2 separate regions of the Oryctolagus cuniculus genome follow, and region 1 is linked to region 2. The links are chromatin contacts, called in public Hi-C maps. All regions are on one chromosome and are shown on one strand. Each heading gives the region's core, a stretch centred on a gene start, on an enhancer-like site or on the middle of the called end of the contact. The rest is flanking DNA. Distances are from core to core; before and after follow the strand shown.

Region 1 (5,832 bases), core at 2,441-4,940, 99 kb before region 2:
GCCCCTGCACCCACATGGGAGAACTGGAAGACGCTCCTGGCTCTGGCTTCAGATCAGCGCAGCTCCAGCTGTTGCGGCCGTCTGGGGAGTGAACCAGCAGATGGAAGACCTCTCTCTCTCTCTCTCTCTCTCTCTCTCTCTCTCTCTGCCTCTCTGTAACTCTGCCTTTCAAATAAAATAAATAAAATCTTTTAAAAATAAATAAGTAAATGAAAAACAAAAGATAGAAGTTTTGAAATTTGTTATAGCTTTAAAATATTAACATCTGATACAATTAGAAATTACATTCAGATTTCAGGCTTTAAAAAAAAAGGCTCTTTATTAAAAAAAAAAAGAAAGAAAGAAAGAAACCTTCTGGATCCCACTGGAAATGAGGTGGCTTCCCACGTGGGCCTGTCTGCTTGATGTCCGGTGCCCACCCATCCCCATGTGCTGGTGTGGGCAGCTGGAGACAGGGCACAGGTGCTATGCCGTGACTTGGCCTGCACAGCCCATGCTCTGGAACTGAAATGATAGGATGTACTGCTTTCTAAAGTGCTGATTACTAAACACACTGTCAACAATACTTCAGTCACTGTAAAAAAATAAAAAAGCACACACTTGCACATTCACACACACAAACCCCGAACAACACAGCCCAACACCTGCAATTATTTTTATGGGAAAATCATTGTTCAGATAAGAAAAAAGAAATCTCTCTGTGGGACACTCAGGGCCAGGTGCTGGGCACAGCTAAGTCTGAGGAGAGATCCAGAACACAACTACTGTCTCTTCTTGTCCCCTCACCCCGCAACAGAAGTCAAGCCACCCACGGTGTCCAGGGGTCTTTCCTGAAAGGAAGTTAGGAGGGAAGGCGGAGAGTGCCCAACTTAAAATGCTTTATTTTAGATCGCCATACTTATGTCTCCATTCTTTTTTTAAAAGATTTATTTATTTGAAAGGCAGAGTTACAGAGAGGCAGAGGCAGAGAGTGAGAGAGAAAGTGAGAGAGAGAGAGAGAGAGAAAGAGAGGTCTTCCATACGCTGGTTCACTCCCCAAATGGCTGCAATGGCTGGAGCTATACTGATCCTAAGCCAGGAACCAGGAGCTTCTTCTGGGTCTCCCACGTGGGTGCAGGGGCCCAAGCACTCGGGCCATCTTCCACTGCTTTCTCAGGCCATAGCAGAGAGCTGGATTGGAAGTGGAGCGGCCAGGACTTGAGCAGGCGCCCATATGGGATGTCAGCACTGAGGCAGTGACTTTACCCGCTATGCCACAGCACCAGCCCCTGTCTCCATTCTTTTAAAAAATTTTTGATGATTTATTTATTTGAGAGAAAGAGAGACAGAGAGAGAGAGAGAGAGAGAGAGAGATCAGATCTTCTATCTGCTGGTTCACTCGCCAAATGGCCACAGCAGCCACGACCGGGCCAAGCCAAAGCCAGGAGCCAGGAGCTCCATCTGAGTGTTCCCCATGGCTGACAGGGCCCAAGCCATTGCCCAATTGGTATTTTTTGTATTTGTCAGCATTTTGAATGTCTGTAGGTTAGAATGCTCTTTCTATCCACTCCTTATTTCCTTACACCTGTCTGACTGCTGGAGGCATTTGATTTCAGAACCCTCTCCACTTGCAGAGATGGGAATTCAGGAAATATACTTGTCCAAGATTTAACAGTAACTGGACAATTCAAAAAACAAAATTCAGGGCTGGTGCTGTGATGTAGCAGGTAAAGCTGCTGCCTGCAATGCTGGCATCCCTTATGGGCACCAGTTCATGTCCTGGCTGTTCCACTTCCAATCCAGTTGCCTGCTAATGGCCTAGGAAAGCAGTAGAAGATGGTCCAAGTGATTGGGCTCCTCCACCCATGTAGGAGATCCGGATGAAGTTCCTCGGTTCTTAGCTTTGGATTGCCCAGCTCCAGCCATTGCAGCCATTTGTGGAGTGAACCAGGGGATGGAAGATTCTCTCTCTCTCTCCTTTTAAATAAATAAATAAATAAATTTTACAAAAATAAATCCACTGGGTTGGTGCTGGGTGTAACAATTTAAGCCACCACTTGCAATGCCAGAACTTCATACCAGTGTGTCAGTCAGTTCAAATCTCGGCTGGCTGCTCTGCTTCCTATCCAGCTCCCTGCCAATGTAGCAGGGAAAGCAGCAGGAGAGGACCCAAGTACTTATGCCTCTGCCACCCACATGGGAGACCCAGATGGAGTTCCTGGTTTCTGACCTCAGCCTGATCCAGCCTTGGCCACTATGACCATTTGCAGAGTGAACCAGCAGATGGGAAGATCTCTTTCCTTCTCTGTCTCACCTTCTCTTTGCATCATTTTGCATTTCAAATAAATTAAATCTAAAAAATAAAATAAATCCATTCCTCCTGACTCCAAAGCACCACAATGCCTATATGTTAACAACCCATCTTCAAAGCTATTTGTACAAGTATATAGAAAAGATAAAAAATAAAAATAAAAAACAAGTATATAGAAAAGATCGAGAAAATTAAGACTTGAGAAGTAGTGAACAAAGTGCAGAAAGTTAAGATTGAAGTATCTAAGAAGTGAGCACTTGGGTGGGAGGGATGGTAGTGTGGGAAGAACCACTATGTTCCTAAATTTGTGTATATGAAATGCATGAAGTGTGTATATGTTAAAATTCAAAAATAAATAAAAATTTTTTAAAAATTTAAAAAGTGAACTATTTTGAAACAAATCAAGATTTAGGGGTGAAAGAACGAGCCAGAGGGTCTGACTGCACTTTTAGGAACTAGTTTTATTTGCGAAACCAAATCGTCCATTCTACCTCTACATCAACACTGTATATCCCACTCTGACCACAAGGTGTCGCTGCTGTCTTTAACTCTTGTTTATAGATTATTTCCCAAATAGCAATTGAGTCAAGAGGTGGGAGTGAGAGCATTGTCTTAAAGTGCTGGGCAGATAGCTAGATCCAGGAACATTTGGGGAAGGAAATTTTAAGGCAGTAGAGGTTCAAGGTGGCTAGGTTAGCAGGTGTGACGAGGATGGGGTTTCGGATGCAGTCAGAGTCTCTCCACATAAAAAGCTTTGCCCATCTGATTTAGTTCCTGCTGGTACTGCTGGTACTCCTTTTCAAACAGCTGGTGCAGGGCAGCTTGACGGACCTGGCAGGGAGGGCAGAAGAGAGTGCAGTGTTTGCTCTCTGTTCACCACCATTTCTCTTTCTCTCCCTGATTGCTTTCCCATCACTGTGTTCCCTTGGACCTGAGCTGAGCTGTGACATAAAGTTAGCTGGCAGCAGAGGGGCTGAACCAGTGGAAGGGAAGCCCCACGTTCACCAGAAAAAATCTCCTGAGAGCATCCCATGAGCCTGGAACTTTCTGCTGGACACCTGCTAAATACAGTGACATGACAGCTACCGGGGACTCCAGGGAGAGAGAGGGATACTCAGGCAGATGCAGCACACGAAGAGGCAGTTTTGAGTCTCACCAGGTCGAGGAGCAAAGACTAGAATGTCTTTTGGGACTTGAAAATGTGCCCCCTTTACGTTGGATGCCAAGAATCTACGGGAAAGAGCTCAGCATTGGAGTTAGAGCTGTAATGGTGAAATAGCCGAGGCTTGGGAGACGGCTGAGGAATGACAAGAGGCCACGAGCTCGGACACCCCGGCAGGGCAGCGCAGGCGGAGGCGGAGGCGGAGGCTGCCCGGCGAGAACGCACCATCAACAGCTGCTTGCTTGCCAGCGCCAGCTCCCGCGCCACTTCCTCCCGCAGCCTCAGGGCGGCGTAGGGGTTTCTCCTCTGGTTCAACGTCATCTGCCACAGGCAGCGAGTTCGGGAATTCCGCCACCTGCGCCAGGTACAGATGTGGGAACTGAATGGGTTAGAGCCAGGAGAGGAGACAAAGATATCTACCAGGGAAGCCACCTCTTTGCCAAGAACCTCTGTGCCACCTTAGAAGATTCCAAAAATCCTTAAATGAGTAACTACAATGGATTTAGAATCTTCTATGGAGGATACTATGTTATTTAATGATTACAGTAGCTATGTGGTATAATTATTAATTTTCTCATAAAGCAGATGAGGAAACTAAAATTGTGGTTTGTCCAAAGTCACGTAGTGGCAGATTTTGGTCTCAAATCCTAGCTTTCTTGGGGCTAATATGAGTATTTCTCCCACCACACCAATGATTCTCATCACTGGTCACACACTGGAATCTTCATTAAGGTTTTCTTTAAAATATAAAAAAATAAAAAATTTTAATACATAAAAGGAATATACATGGAGTCTTCAAAAAAGTTAATGGAAAACGAACATTACCTTTAAAAATATATATTTATTTGAAAGCCAGAATGACAGAGAGAGATAGAGACCTTCCATCTGTTGGTTCACTCTCCAAACACCTGCACTAAGCAGGGCTGGACCAGGACAAAGCCAGGAGCAAAGAACTCCATCCCTGACTCCCTCATGCGTGGCAGGGGCCCAAGCACTCAGTGCATCTTCCACTACCTTCCTAGGTGCAGTAACTGGGAACCAGATTGGAAGCAGAGGAGCAGGGACTCAAACTGGTGCTCGAATATGGCATGCCAGGATTGCTAGGGGCAGCTTAACCTGCTGGGCCATGCCAGGGACCCTCTCCACATTATCATTTATTCATTTATTTGAAAGTCAGTGTTACAGAGAGAGGAGAGAGAGGGAGAGAGAGAGCGAGAGAGAGACAGACAAACAGAGAAATCTTCCATCTGCTGGTTCACTCTCCAAATGACCTCAATGACTCGGGCTGGGCCAGGATGAAGCCAGGAGCCAGGTGCTTCTTCTGGGTCTCCCACATAAGTGTACGTGCCCAAGGACTCGGACCATCTTCCACTACTTTTCCAGGTCATAGCAGAGAGCTGGATCGGAAGTGGAGCAGCTGGGTCTTGAACCAGCACCCATATGGGATGCCAGCACTGCAGGTGGCGACTTTACCCGCCATGCCACAGCGCCAGTCCCCACACATTACCTTTAATTCCATTCTTCCATAGACTTTTTTGGAGTATCTTCCTATACATCAGATACTTATAGTATGTATATTTTTTTTAAGATTTATTTATTTATTTGAAAGTCAGAATTAAACACAGAGAAGAGAGGCAGAGAAACAGAGAGAGGGAGAGGTCTTCCATCTGCTGGTTCACTCTCCAATTGGCCACAATTGCCAGAGCTGTACCAATCTGAAGCCAGGAGCCAGGAGCTTCTTCCAGGTCTCCCACACAGGTGCAGGGGCCCAAGACCTTGGGCCATCTTCAATTGCTTTCCCAGGCCATAGCAGAGAGCTGGATTGGAAGTGGAGCAGCTGGGTCTTGAACCAGCACCCATATGGGATGCCAGCACTGCAGGTGGCGACTTTACCCGCCATGCCACAGCGCCAGTCCCCACACATTACCTTTAATTCCATTCTTCCATAGACTTTTTTGGAGTATCTTCCTATACATCAGATACTTATAGTATGTATATTTTTTTTAAGATTTATTTATTTATTTGAAAGTCAGAATTAAACACAGAGAAGAGAGGCAGAGAAACAGAGAGAGGGAGAGGTCTTCCATCTGCTGGTTCACTCTCCAATTGGCCACAATTGCCAGAGCTGTACCAATCTGAAGCCAGGAGCCAGGAGCTTCTTCCAGGTCTCCCACACAGGTGCAGGGGCCCAAGACCTTGGGCCATCTTCAATTGCTTTCCCAGGCCATAGCAGAGAGCTGGATTGGAAGTGGAGCAGCTGGGTCTCAAACTGGCACCCATATGGGACGCCGGCACTGCAAGTGGCGGCTTTACCTGCTATGCCAGAGTGATGGCCCCATAAGTATGTATTTGTATATATACACTGTTGACATTTTTAAAC
Region 2 (6,239 bases), core at 1,404-3,903:
TTCCAGTCGGTGACGTTCCTTCGTCGTCTCCCTCCTGCGGTGGCGACCAAACAGAACCCTACAAGGGCTCTCAAGGTCTGGAAGAGTCTCATCACCCTCCGCTGTACCACCGATTATAGATTTTCCTTGCCTGTGGCCAGCACCCGGCCAGGGCCAGGCAGGCAGGAGCGGGACGACCCGCACCTTCTCCCACGAGTGCAGGCGTGCCTCCACGCCGTCCTTAGCCCGAGGTCTCTGCTGTGAACACAGCATGGGAACGCCAGGAGAACCCACCGGGAACGACCCGAATGCCAAGCGGTTCCTCCTGTGGCCCGGCGCAGCCAGCTGGGCGAGTCCTTTCCTTGCGGGCTTCGCTCTCGCTCAAGGAAAGACAGGGAGGTTCAACTGGGACGCTTGGCTGTGAGCCCCCAGGGGAAACAACCACAGCTCTGCTTTCCAGGATCTGGAGGCCCTCCAGATCGAATTCCCTGAGGTGTTCATTGTGTGTGAAGGTTGAATTTCTAGCCCAGAACCATGCCGTTAATTCTCAGCATCACGGGGTGGCCACTGACGGGGCTGGGCGCTTGCTCTGGAGCGCCCCCTAGGGTACTGTCTTAGAGCTGGCCCCTCGGCTGCCTCTTGTTTTGTTTTTTCCTCCAGAAGAATCTTACATGCATTTTTTAAAAAAAAATTTATTTGTTTATTTTTTTGAAAGGCAGAGTTACAGAGAGGCAGAGGCAAAGAGAGCTCTTCCATCCACTGCTGCACTCTCCAGATGGCCACAATGGCCAGGGCTGCACAGATCTGAAGCCAGGAGCTAGGAGCTTCTTCCAGGTCTTCCGGGTGCAGGGGCCTAAGCACTTGGGTCATCTTCTACTGCTTTCCCAGGCCACAGCAGAGAGCTGGATGGGAAGTGGAGCAGCTGGGACTCGAACCAGCACACATATGGGACACCAGCAGTGCAGGCTGGGGCTTTGCCACAGCGCTGGCCGCGGTTCTATCAAGTTGGTGGCCTTTGAGTGGAGCCGTGTAAGACTGGTGGGGCCCTGGCCATGTGCGGTTGCTGCAATGTCCCATCCCTTGCTGGAAAGAATGTAAGGGTGAGGACTGAATACTCCAGAAACCTATGGAGAGTGGTGCTAGCTGGGTGCTCCCAGGGCAGGAAAGGCAAGTCCTCAGTAGCCATGGGCTCCACATCCATGGGTTCAACCCACTGTGGACCCAAACATTCAAGAAAAAAGTTGCAGGGGCCGGCGCTGTAGCATAGCAGGAAAAGCCGCAGCCTGCAGCACTGCCATCCTATATTGCTGCCGGTTCGAGTCCCAGCTGCTCCACTTGTGATCCAGCGCTCTTCTATGGCCTGGGAAAGCAGTAGAAGATGGCCCAAGTCCTTGGGCCCCTGCACCTGCATGGGAGACCTGGAAGAAGCACCTGGCTCCTGACTTCGGATGGGTGCCAACTCTGACTTTCAAATAAATAAATAAATCTTTAAAAAAATGGGGGGCTGGTTTTGTGGCTTAGTGCGTAAAGCTGCTGTCTGCAGTGCCAGCATCCCATATGGATGCTGGTTCGAGTCCTGGCTGCTCCACTTCCAATCCAGCTCCCTGGCAAGGTACCTGGGAAAGCAGCAGAAGGTGGCTTGGGCCCCTGCACCTGTGTGGGAGATCCAGAAGAAACTCCTGGCTCCTGGCTTCACCTGGCCCAGCCCTGGCTGTTGGGGCCATTTGGGGAGGGAACCAGTGGATGGGTGCTTGCTATCTCTCTCTCCCTCCCTCTCTCTCTGTAACTCTTTCAAATAAGGAAATAAATCTTTTTAAAAATGTGTGTGTCGTCGGTTTGCACCTACTAGAACACGAACACAAGCTCTAGGAGGGCAGAGCCTATGTTTTGTTAATCACTGCTGTTCTCCTTTCCTTGCTGAATGACCCTGATTGCATGGAGGCTTGCAACAAGCAGTAGGATGTGGCCATGTGCACCATGGGGTAAAGGTGGTGCGCATCCAGAGAAGGGAAGGTGGGGCTGAGTGCGAGTGTGAAGTCCCCAGCTCAAGCCATGGCAGGAGACACGAAGACAGCATTCTCTCACCAAGACAAGACTGCATGAAGGAAGTGCAAGCATTTAATTGTGTGGGTTCCACTCCCACAGTCTGTGGTCTCCAGGCCAGTCTCTCTGGAAGTTTACTGAGCTCTCCAAGCCTCCAAATGCTTTGGAAAAAGGCTTCCCGTGGCAGACAAGAGGCTCTGTGGAATACCCAATGGACTGTGAGAAAACAGCATTTGAACTCACTCGGCCATTAATTGTGTGATCCTGGTGGGGGAGGGGGAGCGTAAGGCTCAGTATCCTTATCTTGAGACTGGGACTTCGAGAACTAATGTTATCTGAAGCAGGTACTTCCCTCCACCTGTGGCATGGGTGGATGCCAGCCCCTGGCCGGCAAGTGGACGAGGGACAGAAGACGTAGAGCAAACTCCAGGCTCTGGCTGCACACATAGCATGCCCACGTACGCCCGCCCTCCCCTGTAGCCCTTGCACGTGCACAAAAGGCTATGTTCTCCAGCCCACACACGTGTGTGGACATTAGCTGCAGTTCGGGAGCCGAGCTAATTGGTTTTAAAGTCTCTTTCTTATCTTTCCCCTGGTAGGCAGTAGCTGGGCAAGTAGCAGTGTGGCTCTGCAGACAGAGGGAGCAGTCGCTGCGACACGGCTGTCCCCACCATGGCCTTCAGTCAGCTCCAGGCAGAAGTCAGGGACCACCTGCGGATCCACAACCTCCTGGCCCGACAGTGCCTGGCAGAGTTCCTGGGTGTGTTTGTGCTCCTGGTATGCAGGGGCGTGGGGGGAGGTGGACAGAGGTTTCTGGATCCTGCTGGTCTCCTGCCAGCCTCTGTTTTCCATCTTTCACCCACTTCCCTGTCCTCTTCCTCCTCATCTCTCCCCCTTCCTCTCCTACTTCCTCTCCCTCTCTCTCTTTCATTCCAGTCCCTTCTCCTTTCTCACTTTCCTCCCCTTTCTCCTTCCTCTTCCACTTCTTCCATTTCTGTTTCCTTTCCTCTTTTGCTTGTCTCTGTTCCCGCCTCTTGGCTGTTCCCTGAGCCGTCCCCGTCTCCCTCTCCTGGGTCCCGTGTTCCTCCTCTCTCCTTTCCCCCACAGCTCATCACCCAGGGCAGCGTGGCCCAGGCTGTGACCAGTGAAGAAAGCAAAGGCAACTTCTTCACCATGTTCCTGGGGGGCGCTCTGGCCGTGACCGTCGCCATCTACGTGGGCGGCAACGTCTCAGGTGAGGAGGGTGGTGCGTGGTCATCGGGGAGGGCAGCGAGTGTACGTGAGCGTGGGAGTCTGGTGGCGGTGGTCACAAGGCACATCCCTTGGTGACTCACGGACATTATCTCCCTAAGCTTTGCCAGTGCCCTCCCTGGACTGAGATACGCCTTTGCCCTCACCCAGCCCCTCCCCTTTCTGTATCTCTCCAATCCCCTTCCTCACACTGATCCCAGGCTCGCTTGGGAGGAATCTAAGGCAGGGCATTGAAGTTAAGTGCTATCCTTGTGTGCCCCTGCAGCCCTCTGGGGCTCCTGTCTGCCCAGGACCTCACCTGCTCCTTCCCCATCACTCGGGGCATCAGCCTGTCTGGCTGGAGCCTGAGACCCGGCGTACTGCAGCGGGAAGGAGCAGACAGGCCCAGGCGCACTGTGCGACCCCGCTGAGTCACCTACACTCCTGCGCCTCAACCTCCGAAGCTCTACGATGGAAATAACATTGTGTGCCTTGAGTGTTGTGGGAAGCAGCAGCGGCATGGCAGCGCCACTTAATGGACGCTGGTTTTCTTTCTTGTTCCTTCAAGGGGCCCACCTGAATCCGGCCTTCTCCCTGTCCATGTGCCTCCTGGGACGCTTCCCCTGGGCCAAGCTCCCCATTTATATCTTTGTGCAGCTGCTGTCTGCTTTCTGTGCCTCGGGAGTTACCTACTCCGTCTACTACGGTAACAGAGGGGGCAGGGGCGGGGCACCTGTGTGTGGGCGGGGGTGCCTCGGGAGGGTTTGGGTGAGCAAAGGTGGAAGCCTGGCTGTTCGTCTTCCCTGAAGATGCCCTGCAGAACTATACAGGTGGGAACCTCACAGTGACTGGTCCCAGGGAGACGGCCTCCATCTTCACCACCTATCCTGCCTCTTATCTGTCCCTGAGCAACGGCTTCTGGGACCAGGTGGGTGTGAGGCAGAGACCTTTGGGATCCCAGGCTACTACCGTCTAGGGGAGACCTTTGTCCTGTCCCTTGGGACCCCAGCCTACTGTCCAGGCTCTGGGTGGGATGTGGGGTGACAGTTGTCTTGGCACCTGCCCCGCTCCCCCTCCTCCCACCCCCAGTCCCAGCTGCCTAGGTTGGATGAAGCCGGATGACATAGATCCCTTTACTTCCATCAACTCCAAGGTTCTGGGCACCAGCGTTCTGATTGTGGGGCTCTTGGCCATCCTGGACAGACGGAACAAGGGCGTGCCTGCCGGTCTCGAGCCAGTGGTAGTGGGGCTTCTGATCCTGAGCATTGGCTTATCCTTGGGTGCCAACTGTGGGTACCCACTCAACCCTGCACGGGACCTGGGCCCACGGCTCTTCACCTATGTGGCTGGCTGGGGCCCTGAAGTATTCAGGTGAGAGAAGCAGCTCCTGGTGCTGTGCTCCACTGCCCTCCCTCTGCTAATGGCTCTGGCCCTGGTGCCCAGCTCTCTCCTCTTAGCACAGTATCCCTTCTGCAAGCCCACACCCCTCTTTAGAGACCCCTTTCTGCCCTTTGCAACAGAATGCTAAGATCCAGAGGTTGTGTTCTTGGGCCCGTCATATTATCTTTCGGGGCACTAGTGACGTCATCAGCAAATTGCGTATAGTCAAGAACTCCCTATGGCGAGAGGCTGGACCAAGCCCTCCTGGGGTTCCCTCCCTAAGTGCTATGCTTTAGTGTTAAGAGATTCTCTTCCCGGTGTCCCTCCCCCAGAACTACCACTGCTAGTTGCTGTCCTTGGGGAGAGGGGCTAAGGGAGCCACCCCTTATATCTCCCTTTTGTCTTTTGCTGGCAGTGCTGGCAACGGCTGGTGGTGGGTGCCCGTGGTGGCCCCTATGGTGGGGGCCGTCCTCGGCACGGCTGTGTACCACTTGCTGGTGTCTCTGCACCACCCGGAGGACTCAGAGCCAGCCCAGGAGGCGAAGCCTGCCCTACAGACTCACTCGGTCCAGACGCTGGAGTGTAAGCTGTGACCATGACAGCCCTCGCCTACCTGGAAGGCCACTGGGGACAGCCACCCAACTTGCCTGCCAGCCACACGGCCACTCTTCTTTATGCCAGATTCTCTGTGTACCCATCCGGGCAGCCCTTCCTCCTCAACCGGGAAAGATGCCAGACACGGGCGGACTGCAGGCAGACGAGGGTCAGGAACTCACGCCCCTCACCCCTGGCCCCACGAAGGGTATTCTGACCCTCAGGGCCTCTAGGAACGCAGGAGCGCCCAGCAGCCGCCAGGGGGCGCGCGCCCGGGGTGCCAGCCTGGGGGACCCCACGGGGCGCCAGGGCCCGATCACCTAGCGCGGGCCCGAACCCTGGGCACTTCCCTCCAAAGCCTGGGCCCGACTGCACCTCCCAGCTCTCGGAACCTCGGCGCCGCCCGCCGTCACCCTCACGGGGGCGCCTCCCTTACGCTGGGCCGCCCGCAAAGGTAGCCGAGGGTGAGGCACTGCCTCCACCCAAGGGGCGTGGTGCGGGCCGAGCACAGCCCTCGAGCCCTCGAGCCCTCGGAGACGGGCAGAGAAACTGAGGCACAACTCGACAGCTGGACAATCGGGGCCGTGTCGTTCAGGGAGGGGGTGCAGTCCAGTGAGGCGATCCAGGGCGAGGAGAGAAGGCGAAGGGAGTGGGCGGTGGCCCCTAGGGGCGTGATTCCGGGAGCGAGGGGAAACCGGCGTGGAGGAAAAGCCTCGTCGTTCACCGCGTCCCCAGCCCTCACGCCCCCCCTCCCGGGAACGTGCTTTCCGCAGGGAAGGCGGCGTTCTCCCAGTCCCTTCCCTCCGAATTAAACAGAACACCTCGGCGCTACCTGGCCTCGAGAATCGTTTGTTTCAGCCGCGGGGAGGATGCGAGGGCTGGGTTCCCGGCCCTGGAGCTCCCCGCGGGCCGGTGAAGACCCTCCCCCTGCCCCGCACAAACATGGCGGCCGCCGCCTCCCCTCCTCTCGGCCCTCCCCGAAACCCCCTCCCGCCCCCCGCCCTCTGCTGCCA

Evidence for each region. Hi-C and Micro-C count contacts between places; a contact is called where the count stands out from the background.
Region 1: a contact with region 2 is called in a Hi-C map of skin fibroblasts, with 3 times the contacts expected there. The contact joins the enhancer-like site here to the promoter of AQP10 in region 2. A contact is called at or near these places in 2 of 6 Hi-C or Micro-C datasets (skin fibroblasts and an unstated tissue).

The regions. Positions count from the first base shown.
Region 1 is chr7:44,203,354-44,209,185 of mOryCun1.1, reverse strand. It overlaps CFAP141 (cilia and flagella associated protein 141), which reads right to left. Exons shown (of 4, transcript XM_070077683.1): 3 at 3,678-3,831; 4 at 2,732-3,121. The coding sequence ends at 3,020. Among named protein-coding and RNA genes, the nearest start is that of CFAP141, 8.5 kb to the right of the region's middle. Within about 2 kb of position 3,690, at least 1 of the 8 cell types and tissues checked has an H3K27ac peak or open chromatin away from gene starts, as enhancers often do.
Region 2 is chr7:44,103,115-44,109,353 of mOryCun1.1, reverse strand. AQP10 (aquaporin 10) reads left to right here and starts at 2,653. Exons shown (of 6, transcript XM_008264381.4): 1 at 2,653-2,799; 2 at 3,130-3,256; 3 at 3,821-3,958; 4 at 4,062-4,180; 5 at 4,406-4,623; 6 at 5,048-6,057. The coding sequence starts at 2,695. The coding sequence ends at 5,225.